Linked DNA regions of Mus musculus: region 1 is linked to region 2. A link is a contact called in public Hi-C data. All regions are on one chromosome and are shown on one strand. The core of a region is the stretch at or near the end of the contact, and the rest is flanking DNA. Distances in the headings are between cores, read along the strand shown.

Evidence for each region. Hi-C and Micro-C count contacts between places; a contact is called where the count stands out from the background.
Region 1: a Hi-C map of the N1E-115 cell line shows a contact between it and region 2, with 8 times the contacts expected there. The contact joins two enhancer-like sites. A contact is called at or near these places in 19 of 39 promoter capture datasets (the 3T3-L1 cell line, 3T3-L1-derived adipocytes, the C10 cell line and 11 more), 2 of 15 datasets of contacts at CTCF or cohesin (large pre-B cells and pro-B cells), 79 of 484 Hi-C or Micro-C datasets (the 3T3-L1 cell line, 3T3-L1-derived adipocytes, the AML12 cell line and 40 more) and 1 of 115 datasets of contacts at active chromatin or transcription factors (astrocytes).

The regions. Positions count from the first base shown.
Region 1 is chr2:136,123,007-136,128,727 of GRCm38.p6, forward strand. All of the region lies in intron 3 of Pak7 (p21 (RAC1) activated kinase 7), which reads right to left. Among named protein-coding and RNA genes, the nearest start is that of Gm14218, 11 kb to the right of the region's middle. Within about 2 kb of position 1,490, at least 6 of the 459 cell types and tissues checked have an H3K27ac peak or open chromatin away from gene starts, as enhancers often do. A contact at or near this core is called in the N1E-115 cell line, where this site is marked.
Region 2 is chr2:135,355,934-135,361,308 of GRCm38.p6, forward strand. Plcb1 (phospholipase C, beta 1) reads left to right here. Exons shown (of 32, transcript NM_001145830.1): 24 at 3,721-3,853. Among named protein-coding and RNA genes, the nearest start is that of 4930545L23Rik, 140 kb to the left of the region's middle. Within about 2 kb of position 1,563, at least 2 of the 459 cell types and tissues checked have an H3K27ac peak or open chromatin away from gene starts, as enhancers often do. A contact at or near this core is called in the N1E-115 cell line, where this site is marked.

The DNA.
Region 1 (5,721 bases), core at 240-2,739, 770 kb after region 2:
CTGGGATTAAAGGCATGTGCAATTTGCACAAACTCTAAGAGAATAAAATATTTTAAAGGAAGGTTTTGCGAACTTCATGGAAATAGAGATTTCATCTTGAATTGGAAAGTGTTCTACTATTTGCCATTTTCTCTGCTCTCTACATCACTATAATACCAACACATACACTGAAGAATTCCACAAGAAACCAAGCTTGAAGCTGACTTCCTATTCCCTGCTAAAGGTTATAGACTGAGTTCTTCCTGCTTGCAACACAAAGCAGGCAGCCAGAGGTTACTCTGGCCAGCCTGAGGTAAAAGTCAGCTTGAAATGGAATGTTCTTGGATATTTATTATGGCTATTTCATTGACCAGGCATCATTGCGGACAACGGAAATACCCAGCTCAATATTCATTTAGTGAAAAAAATGCATTTTAGGGGAGAGGAACACACCATGATTAATGAAACAAAATCTAACAGATAGCAGGTAGTTCTGCAAATCTCTCACGTTATCTTCACATCTTAGCCTGGGTTTCCTGAAGTAGAATAGTTCCTTTCTTTGACAATTATGTTGGTTTGAATAGTTATATTTGAATGCTTGGACATTAGGGAGTGGGACAACTTGAGAGGGATTACAAGGTATGGCCTTGTTGGAACAAATGTTTGCCTCCAAGGCAGCTGCTGACTTAAGTCTGGGAACCACATGGTTGAATGAACAAAACAACAGATTCCCTCATACCTCACAGTGTGGTACACCCTTCCTCCCACCCCTGTCCCTCAAAACAATGTAATACTAATTTTAAAGTTGAAGGACATAATGGACTACATACTAAGTTCTAGCGCAGCGTAAGCTATGAGATGAAATCTGGTTATCTATCTATCTATCTATCTATCTATCTATCTATCTATCTATCTATCTATCCATCCACCAATCTATCTCTCCAACCACTGCCATCATATATCTTTCTCTTGTAATTCTTTTTCTCAGGATATGTTCATCACAGAAACAGAAAGGTAACCAAGGAAGGGTGGACCTTAAATTACTAAAAGCCAAAGAAATGATATTATTAATGCTCTCATGACTTGGCTGCTCTCTTTGTACCCAGACGTTTACTATTTTCTACATAGGAACCCAATGCTCTCCTAGAGAAAAATTTTGAGTCTCTGAAGCTTTCTTCATGCACACCAAAAGCACTGACTTTGCAATGTCTTTGACTTACTTTATAATTATACAGAGTATGAGTTTTCTCCTTCCTTCCTTCCTTCCTTCCTTCCTTCCTTCCTTCCTTCCTTCCTTCCTTCCTACCTTCGAAGTCATCTCCCTGTTTATCTGAAAGATAAGTGTGCTGTGCTCATTCTTGGCATTTCATCACTTTGAAATCGAATGAAAAGGTTAAGAAAGCAGCTGGAGGTTTTTACTGTTTTTAAGAGTTATTATCCTTCAGAATGGCTAAGGCAGTGGGAGAGTCTGCAGCATCTGCATTAGGCAGACTAGATGACAACAGCTCTCAGCTGCAGGTCCATATTTGCATTCTTTGGTTAGTTCATGCACATTCCTGAAGCCAGCTTTCCCTTCTCAGACAATTGCATCTCTGTTGGTGGTACCAGGTCACTCACTTCTAGGCTCTCTGGGTCATAGTGCTGGAGTGTCTCTTCCTGTCACTCAAAGTGAGGCCTTGGAACAGCAGCATGGCATTATATAAGCACGTAACACACAAAAGGAAAACGGGTTTTCTCTTCCTTAAATTCACATTGGTAGGATCATTCATTCCTTTGTTTTATATGAACAGCAACAGCGGTTCATAATAAAATGTGGAAAATGGTTGATTTGCAGCATAAAGAGCACTTTTGAGGTGTTTATTATGTTTCCAGAGATGCTATGGTACCATGATGGAACAGAGCATATTTATGCTTGTCCAAACATCTCAGAGAGCAAGTTCAAGTCCGGCATGCAGGAGTCTGTAGCATTTACTAGATCATCTGGCCTATTCTATCAAAGATAGCAACGGGATAGCAGGAACCCATGTAGAAATATTGAGAGGGAATTCATGTCTTATTTCTGAGTTACCTTGCCATGTTGAAAAAGATGAACAAGTCCATTTCCTCCAGTAATATCCTAGATAAACCTGGGACCCAAATAGCACACACACACCCCAGAAGAGACACAAACAATATGATCTTTCCTTCCACAAATGTACCACAACAGTTGTGTTTTTATATTATGACTACTTAACAAAGAAGATATTGTGAAACAAAGAAGACATGGTTCACAGACCATGAGAGGCCCACAGACAGACCTCCGAGACGTAAAGTTAGGAAAGGAAATGCTCCGTGTTCCTGAGGGAAAGGCTGCTTCTCTGGTTCTCCAAAATTTGAGAGCTTTTTTCCTGGGCCCAGAAGAGCCACTGAATGTGCAGATCAGCCACTGTGCTCAAGCAGAGAGCCTATTGTATCCACGTATCTTTCTAAAACATATACTTTTATTGGATCTCACTCTTTAGTTATAATTTGCCATAATTTTATTTTGTGAGATTTCATTATGCATTAATGTCTATGATTTATTGAATAAAGTAAAGATTTTTTTTTTCCTATTTTTGTTTTTGTTCCCTTTTTGCCACAATACTGGCAACCTAGGGTACTGAACCTAGGACCTCACATATGTTAGGCAAGTCGCATCCTCTAAGCTGCATACACAGCTCCAGGCGCTTAACATTTTCCTCTCCCCTACAAATTCGCTTACTTACTCTTTATCTTGTGTACAAACACATTTAGAAAATTGGCAGTACTTCATGTATGCCCTCATCCGGCTTCCACTGGACAATGCAGTGAGCTCCCCGACAGGAATCTCTCGAAGGGTGTTTAGTTATAAAGAGAATGCTAGTTGCATTCCATAAAAGGAAAGCCTGATCAAAAGCTACCACCATCTTTAGCGCTGCAGAGATGTGGTGTCTTTGGGAACTTACAAAAGTCTTTATACCCAGTCCTTTAAAATAAATAAATAAATAAATAAATAAATAAACGTTTTAATTGATTCTTTGTGAGTTTCACATCATGTACCCCAATCCCTCTCATTTCCTCATCCCTTCATATCTGCCCTTTGTCTTTGCAACCTCACTTCCCCCAAAGAAATAAATAACAACTGTGGGGAGCTTTGGGGGCTGCTTGGTAGGAATCTGACATTGGCCAAGGACAAGGAAATGGGCTTCAGGCAGGAGTCTGACATTAGGCCATGACAAGGAAGTAAGCTCTGGCAGGAATCTAATTTTAGACTAGGACAGGGAAGTAAGTTCAGGCAGGAATCTTAATTTTAGGGTGGAACAAATGAGGTAGGCTTTAGGCAAGAATTTGATTTGGGGCTTGGACAAGGAAGTAGGCTCAGATATTTTGGTCATACTTATAAGCTTAGAAACAGTGATCACAGGACTTTGCTTATTGCCTTGTTTTATTCCTTGACTATTTGTGTTTATTATACTGCTTGACTTTATTACTTGCATGTGATTAAAATAGTATAAAAGCAGATTGGGAAAAATTCCACTGGACCCCTCCCCTCCTGGAAGAGACAGGTCAGAGAGCATGTAGGCCAGAAGGGAGAGGTTGAATAAGCCCCTACTACCTCATTCCCCAAAGAACAATCAGTTTAAAGGGCACGCTGTACCACCAATCATATTGTGCCTAGTTGCTGATACTCTATTGCCCCCTGGAAACCATATAAAAACTTGATGAACAGGCCGCTGGGGGTCACTTCCTCTCCTTTGGGTCTGGGATGTTCCCAGTGCACGGGAACAATAAATTCCTCTTGCCTTTTGCATTGATTCCAGCTCCACGTGGTTCACTCAGGGGGTTCCCAGTAAGCTAACGCTTGCTAGAGTCTTACAGTGTCACAGCGTATTCCACACTATACTCTTTTGTCCACACATCTTTACTTGGCAAATGTTCATTGCATTGAGTCATCAGGCTGGTTTGAGGTCTCTGGCTTCTACACTATCAACAATCCTCACTGGAGTTCTTCTTAGATATCTTGTAGCTCTGTGTCATGGAGATACTGAAGTTTTGGATCTGTATGACTGGCTCTTTCATAGATAAGGGAGATGTTGGGGTGGACCAGCCCAAGCCCTGGATCTGGGCTTGGGTGGTAGCTAAGTTGGTCAGTCCACCAGCTCTCCCACACCCAGACCACCAGGCACTAGATCTAGACTACTCTTTTGCACTGTCCTGTCACCCAATGCAGCAGTCAGCAAGGAGTGGAGCCAACTCTCCTACTCCCATGTCCTCAAGGCATCTCTGCCCTACTCCTAGCTTGCTGGACACCAGAGCCAGTTCTATTGTGCTACCCCCCGGGGAGGGGGCAGGGGGCAGGGTCCACTCTCCCAAATGGGAAGCTGGTGGGCAGAGCCAGCTTTCCTGCTCTCATGACTTCCAGGGCCAGCTCTCATATTGCCTCAGGTGGGGAAGGGGAAGGGCATCTCCCCCGTCCCATGCCACCTCATAGTAGACAAGTGGTCAGGCCAGCCCACACCTATACCTTATGTCCAGTCTTACCACAAAAGCAAATTAGGAAGGATTCCCTTCAGGGAGCCCAGGCAGTGGCAGTTTTAAATCTCTCTCAAGTGATTTCAATGAGCAGACAGAGTTGAAAACCATTATCCTTTTAGCTTCGCTCTGCCCTCAAAGCCCTTGGCATCTTGTAGCACATACACTTCCTTTGAACAGGTCTGTTGTGTGTCATATGACTCTGGATTTCTAACAAACTCATAGGAAAGGTAGGTGATGCTGCTGTGCAAAGCAAACTTGGAGCTGCAAGGTCCTTAAGAATAGAGAAAGGTTATTGGCTGTCAAACTCAGGGCTGCATATTGAGATCAAACTGCAGAGTATGCATTGGATTGTGAGTGCAGCCATCTAGGTATAGTCTAGCCAATGTCATCAGCAACAATGCAGTTTTGTCATATGACAACCTTTGTGGGTCTATGGACCTTGTCTCTACTGAGAGAGCCTATTTGTCTGGCTTCTTTCTAGCTTTACTATTCTGTTATTTTTCTAGCTCTTTATTGACTTTTCTCAGTAGGTACTGTTCCTAGAAAGGGCTGACTTGATGTTAGCTGTCAAAATTCTCTGATGCCAATGCTCGAAGCAACATTTGCAATAACTAAAAAGTAGATGCAAGCCAATTGTTCATCAATAGATTCATAACAAATATGGTATTTTTCAAATTGTTCATATCAAGATATGGTGTTTTTTTTTAAAAAATAGAGTATTTATTTTTAAAGGAAACAAACAATTTATGATATTAAGACATGTATGATAACTGCAAGCATTGTGCTAAATGAAATAAGCCAAATAAAAACATTTTTGCACAGGTCAATTTTTGATTATATCTTGGAATAGGAAAATTCATGTAGACAGAAAATACATTAGAGGTCACTGGGGGCCTAGGAAATTAGTGTCTAGTACATCTGGAGTTTTGGTTTGAGGTAATAAAAATAAAGTGGTTTTACAACATTTTGGATGTACTTAATGATACTAAATTATATTCTTAAAATGGTAAGTTACTGTTATGTACATTTCTGCCACAATTAAAAGAAAAGTTTAGAGGCTGGGAAAGTATCTCCATGGGAAAAGCGCTTGCTGTGCAAGGGTGAAGACCAGAGTCGAGATCTCTAACACCCTCATTACTGAGTGGCAACTTGCCTATTTTTGATCTCAGCATTCAAGAGGCAGTTACTGAGTTCCTAGAATGAGCTGTG
Region 2 (5,375 bases), core at 313-2,812:
AGGTGTGCATACATGATTGTGCCTCAGAACAGGTATGTAGGTTCCGAGGAAAGCGCTGATATTTGTTCCCTCCTTCCACCATGTGGGGCCCTGGGCTCAAATATAGGTAGCAAGCTTGTTGGCCTTACCTTTACCCACTGAGCTGTCTTACCAGCCCAGGAATCAGGAATAACCAGTATCCTCTAGTGACCTCAGTAACATCTCCTCTACTAACCCCAGTAACATCTCATAGTTGAAAGATATTTTACTTTCATGTTAAACATCCCACAGATTTTTTTTAAAGCTATGTATTCTCAGCCGCTTGTTTTGTTTATTAAAGCCAAAATTTCTGTGTCCAGGTCACAAGTGTTTTTCATTTATTTGTACACCGTACCTTCTACAAAACTTATAAGAACGGAGGTTTACTGATTTACATGTGGTATAATTTCAAAGAGATTGTGTTTACCTTAACTCTTGGAAAGAAAGATTTAATTTTTAAATATGAAATCAATTTTAAAAGCCATTTTTGGCCTTATTTTAAAGAAAAATATACTGTAGTAATTCCATATGCCCACTAGGTGGCAGAGGTTACAAGCAAAAATCTAGTAAGAGCAACTGAAGTTCCACCATATGACCCTTCCTTAATTGAAATTCATGTTAATTGGATCCCAGTGGCCTTCCAATTAAGTTTATAAAAAACATATCTTTGGTGCCTTTATTTATTTCATAATTTCTAGCACTTTGGGGAAGGATTTCTCCTTGTTTTGTTGAAACACATGAAAGTAACTGTCATAGAGAGGCCTGGAGAGAAACATAGTAAAAGTATTGATTCCTTTGAGCTGGACACAGAAAATTTGTGTTTTGCATTAAAGCTCACACATCTATGTGATGGGAAGGACTTGAGTTTCTCAATTATTTCAAAAAGTTAAGTTTAGTATTTCACAACTGAAGGTATTTAACCGTATTATTTATTTTATATTTTATTATTTGCATGTCATTCTAGTGCAACAGGGTGAGTTCTTTGGTAATTCCCTCATCTTTCTGTGTGACACTATCTTAGCCATAGCTTACTGTTGTATTAATGTTCACCTAAGCTGCCACTGTCATAGAACACAGAATGCCTGCTATTAAAACTATTCAGACCTTAAACTATCATAAGTTCTCAAGTCTCCTATCTGACCTCTGGCTTACTTTTAATAGAGTTTAGTGCTGACTTTCAATATCATCTTTGATTACTCAGCCATGGTGCCAAAAGGGCAGCCCACCTGGCTGGGCAGAGATGAAGCCAAGACAAAGCACCATCCAGCCCACAGAATCCCAGCCTCTCCTGTTATCAGTTTCCCCAATGGGGAAACTGGGGCTTTTCTACATATCCCTTGGCAAAACTGTCAGACATCAGTCTTTTGTTGTTTGCCATCATAGATGCTCAGTACTGTATCACATTTATCCCCAGAAAAAAAAATCCTCAGAGGCCCCTGGGAAATTTGACTACTCAAAAATCTTGTTAATCAGTGCCTTCCTTGCCCTCTTCTCCTGACGCATGTCTGGCAGGGTGGAGGAAGCGAGAGCTGCACATTTGTTGGCTCCTGGCCTAGGTCATTTCCAGACACAACATCCCTTTAGCATTCTGGCTTGGGGATTCCAGGCAAACTCTGTTCCTCGAGTCAGGGCACGCAGACAAGGCTGTTCTGGGTCCAGTGCAGCCTGGAGGTGCACTTTAGCCTTTAGGTCATTTGAAAATGTGTAAGTTCCCAGAAATATTTAATTTTTCATCTTATTTCAACACCTCGTGGGTATAGGTGGTAATTGAACCATGCCTGTCCCACTTATAACAGCTTCCTCTGGGTTTGGGTATGGCTTCTCTTCTCCTTGTCACCACTTTATAGGTCCAGTTCGTTAACTCTGATTTTTTTTTTTTTTTTTTTTTGTCTTTCAAGAAAAACCTTCTCTGTGTATGACATGTCCTGCATGGAAAAATCTGGCAATATAGGAAACCAATGCAGAAAACAAACAAACAAACAAAAAACCCACATAGCACCATAGGTACCACCCATAGGCAGCACTTGAGCCAGGAGACTCTCATTTGCGATGTCTGGTTGAACAAAGAATATGTCATCATTCCTCTTGGCATATGACTCTAGGGAGATTATTCCTAATGGAATCTAACTTAATGTGACCATACCAGAGCTTACCAATCATTGTTATCCATCTGTCAAAAGATATAATTTCCCAATAGCAAAATCTAATGCTTCTAGATTCTATGGCTAGGCTCCCGTTTTGATGTCCAGCCCAGTACCAACACTTATCTTCTCCTGCTCCATCCCAGTGAGAGAAGGTACACTGAAGAAACCTGGACAATCAGCAGTGCTATTTGTTGACTTAAGCTTTGGGGAACGAACTGATCCAATGCCACCTCTGAGGCTACAGGAATATCATGAGTTCAAGGTCATCGATAGCTGTACAGTAAGGCTTTGTTTCAAGGATGAAAAGTAGCAAGTTTAGGAGGGAATGAGAACATGAGTCAGTGATGCTGTTTATACTTCTGCCTTCCTTTGGTAAAATTTCCAGTGTGCTCTTTGTAATTACATGCCAAAATGTCACAGGGTTGACGTCCAGGTGACCCATGGAAGAAAATATCCCTGATAATAACTTATAAATGCATTACACAGAAAGATGCTGGGATAAAGTCGTCACCAGAAAAACTTGCTGTGGACATGGAAAGCAAGTCTAAACCAGCTGTCAGGCACTTGGAGTGTGGGGAAGCACTGTTGGAGGACTATACCATTATAGAGGCAATTATTTTATAGGACCGGCATTGATGCTACAGACACTTACTGAATGCTTACCTTCAATAGGGTATAGCTGATGGAGTGGACAGGATAACAGGCTCACAAGTCTTGGCACATTTCATTTTGTCCATTGGTAATGGCATACCATCATAACTGTTTCGTGCATTTACTTATTTAGCTTGAACCAGAAAGTGTTCTAGATACTTACCAAACATTAACTGTTTTGATCCTGGAAGAAACCTCATAAGGTAGGCAATCTTATGATCCCTAACTCATGTATACCCTCAAGGATAAAGATGGAGACACGGCACAGAGAAGTAAGTGACTTGCTAAATGGACTGAATTTGAATCCAAGGACACCTGGTTCCAAAGTCTGCACTCGTACCCATCACTTTGGTTTTTGCTGTGACATGGAAGCTGGTGGCATGAATCAAACTAGCATTTCCTTCTGTGTTATTTATTCAGAAGCCTGTCTCTGCTACTCTGAACCAAGCTGAGATCAGTTTAGCTGTTTCACTCACATGTGTATTCAGCTAGGGGTGTCTATCCCAGGACATCGGGCTTAGCAGTCCTTCCACAGAGCCTCTCCTTGTCTACCACTATAGCAGAAATCTGTAAAGGCTGGACAGACTCTCTATGGTCCTTTGTTTGCATTAAACGTTGCTGTTCTCTCATTTGATGGAAGCATCTAGGGAGATCCAGAGGCAGTGTGGGAAGGCTTTATTCAGGAGCATGAGAAAGTTGGAGTGGAAACAGAGCACATTGTGCAATTAACCTGACACTTCTTGATTTCACACTATGCTGAGTTAATCTTGCTTTCTTGACAGTTTCAAATTTGGTATTTCAGACTCCAGAGGAATTTTGAAAATGCCATAATGTGTAGCCTTACTGTTACAGGAAGAAAATAAAAGCAGTATGAAGCAGAAAGTTAAAAAGATGTTTATGATCTTAGGCTGACCCTGGAGAAACATCTTCCGAGGCTCCAAGCGAAACCAGGACAACGCCAGCAGAGAATGGGGTGAATCACACCGCATCCCTTGCACCCAAGCCGCCTTCCCAGGCTCCACACAGCCAGCCTGCTCCAGGTAAACAGCGGGACAGTGCCATTTGCTAGCTCTCCAACCTTCAGCTTCTGGGCACTTCTGCGGGCCCAGAAGCTATGGCTGAGGGATATAAGCAGACTATAAGTGATATGGGTGGGCAGGTGGCAGGATGGACACATGGTTGACTGTTACCAAGCCTCACAGATACTCACCTGGCTCTGCTGAGAACCTAAAACCCACCTGTGTCATTGGTTGTTATTTGGGGGTGAATTATGATCCATCCACTAATAGAGTTTGAGTTTGTGAAGAGTTCTACAAACAACTTACCAGTATGCCTTAGAAGCACTTTCTTGCTTCCACTTCAAGGCTCTGCCACCACCTGATTTTCCAGTAACCTTAAATGTCCTCTTATGCTAGGCTGTCTGCTAGAGTGTGCATTTGAGTTAGGTCATCTCATCATCCCAGTCCTCAGCAGGGTGCATTCTATAGTTTCATTTGGGAGATGATGAAGCACTTCCTGAAGGACACAATGCCAGAGAAGGGAAGCCAGGTCAGAGGGCGTATGGTACTACTAAAGTGCTTGCTTTTAGCTTCCGTTCTTCACCCAAATCATTTCAATGCCTCTCATGTTAGCATTTCAACTCACTCTCCTTAATTGAGTGTATGTATGGTGTGTGTGTGTGTGTGTGTGTGTGTGTGTGTGTGTGTGTGTGTGTGTGTATGTGGTAGTGTTTGTCTCTCTGTGTATGATATGTATGTGTCTGTGTGTTTGTATGTGTATATATGTATGTGTATGTGTGTATGAGTACTGTGATGGTGATGGTGTGTATGTCTGTTATGTATGTGTGTGTGTATGTATGTGTGTGTATATATATATATATATGTGTGTGTGTATGCACATATATATGTGGGGTGGCATTTGTGTATATGTATGTGCATGTGTGAGGGGTGTGGTGGTAGTGATGATGATGTGTGTGTATGATATGTATGTGTCTATGTTTGTATGTATGTATATATGTATGTGTGAGTGCTGTGGTGGTGGTGTGTGTGTGATATATATGTGTGTTTGTATGTATGTATGTGTGTGTATATGTGTGTGTGTGTGCTTGTATGTGTAATGTGTGGTGTGTATATATGTGTATGTGTGAGTGGTGTGGTGATGGTGGTAGTAATGGTGTGTGTGTGTGTGTGTGTGTGTGTGTGTGTGTGTGTTTTTGTGTTTCTCTTAACAGACAGAAGCCATCCTGAGAGCAAGTTGAGCTTCATGCATCCTCTGTAATCACTCACTTCCAAGAAGTGGCATGCATTTGAGCCATCTAGTTGAGTCAGTTAATAAAACAGGAGGGGGATAACATAAAACATGAGAGTGTGACTCTGTGCCCGTTTTCTTCTCTGTCATAGTGGAACATGGAATTGGTGAAATACAGATCTTCTCACTGATGGGCAAGGCTGCTTTTTCAGAGAATATGTTTTATAAATACAAATCCTTCTTCATTTGTATCAACCATGCATTCACTGATCCTCTACTCCTATGAAATCAATAATAGGAGAGAGTGAACCATAA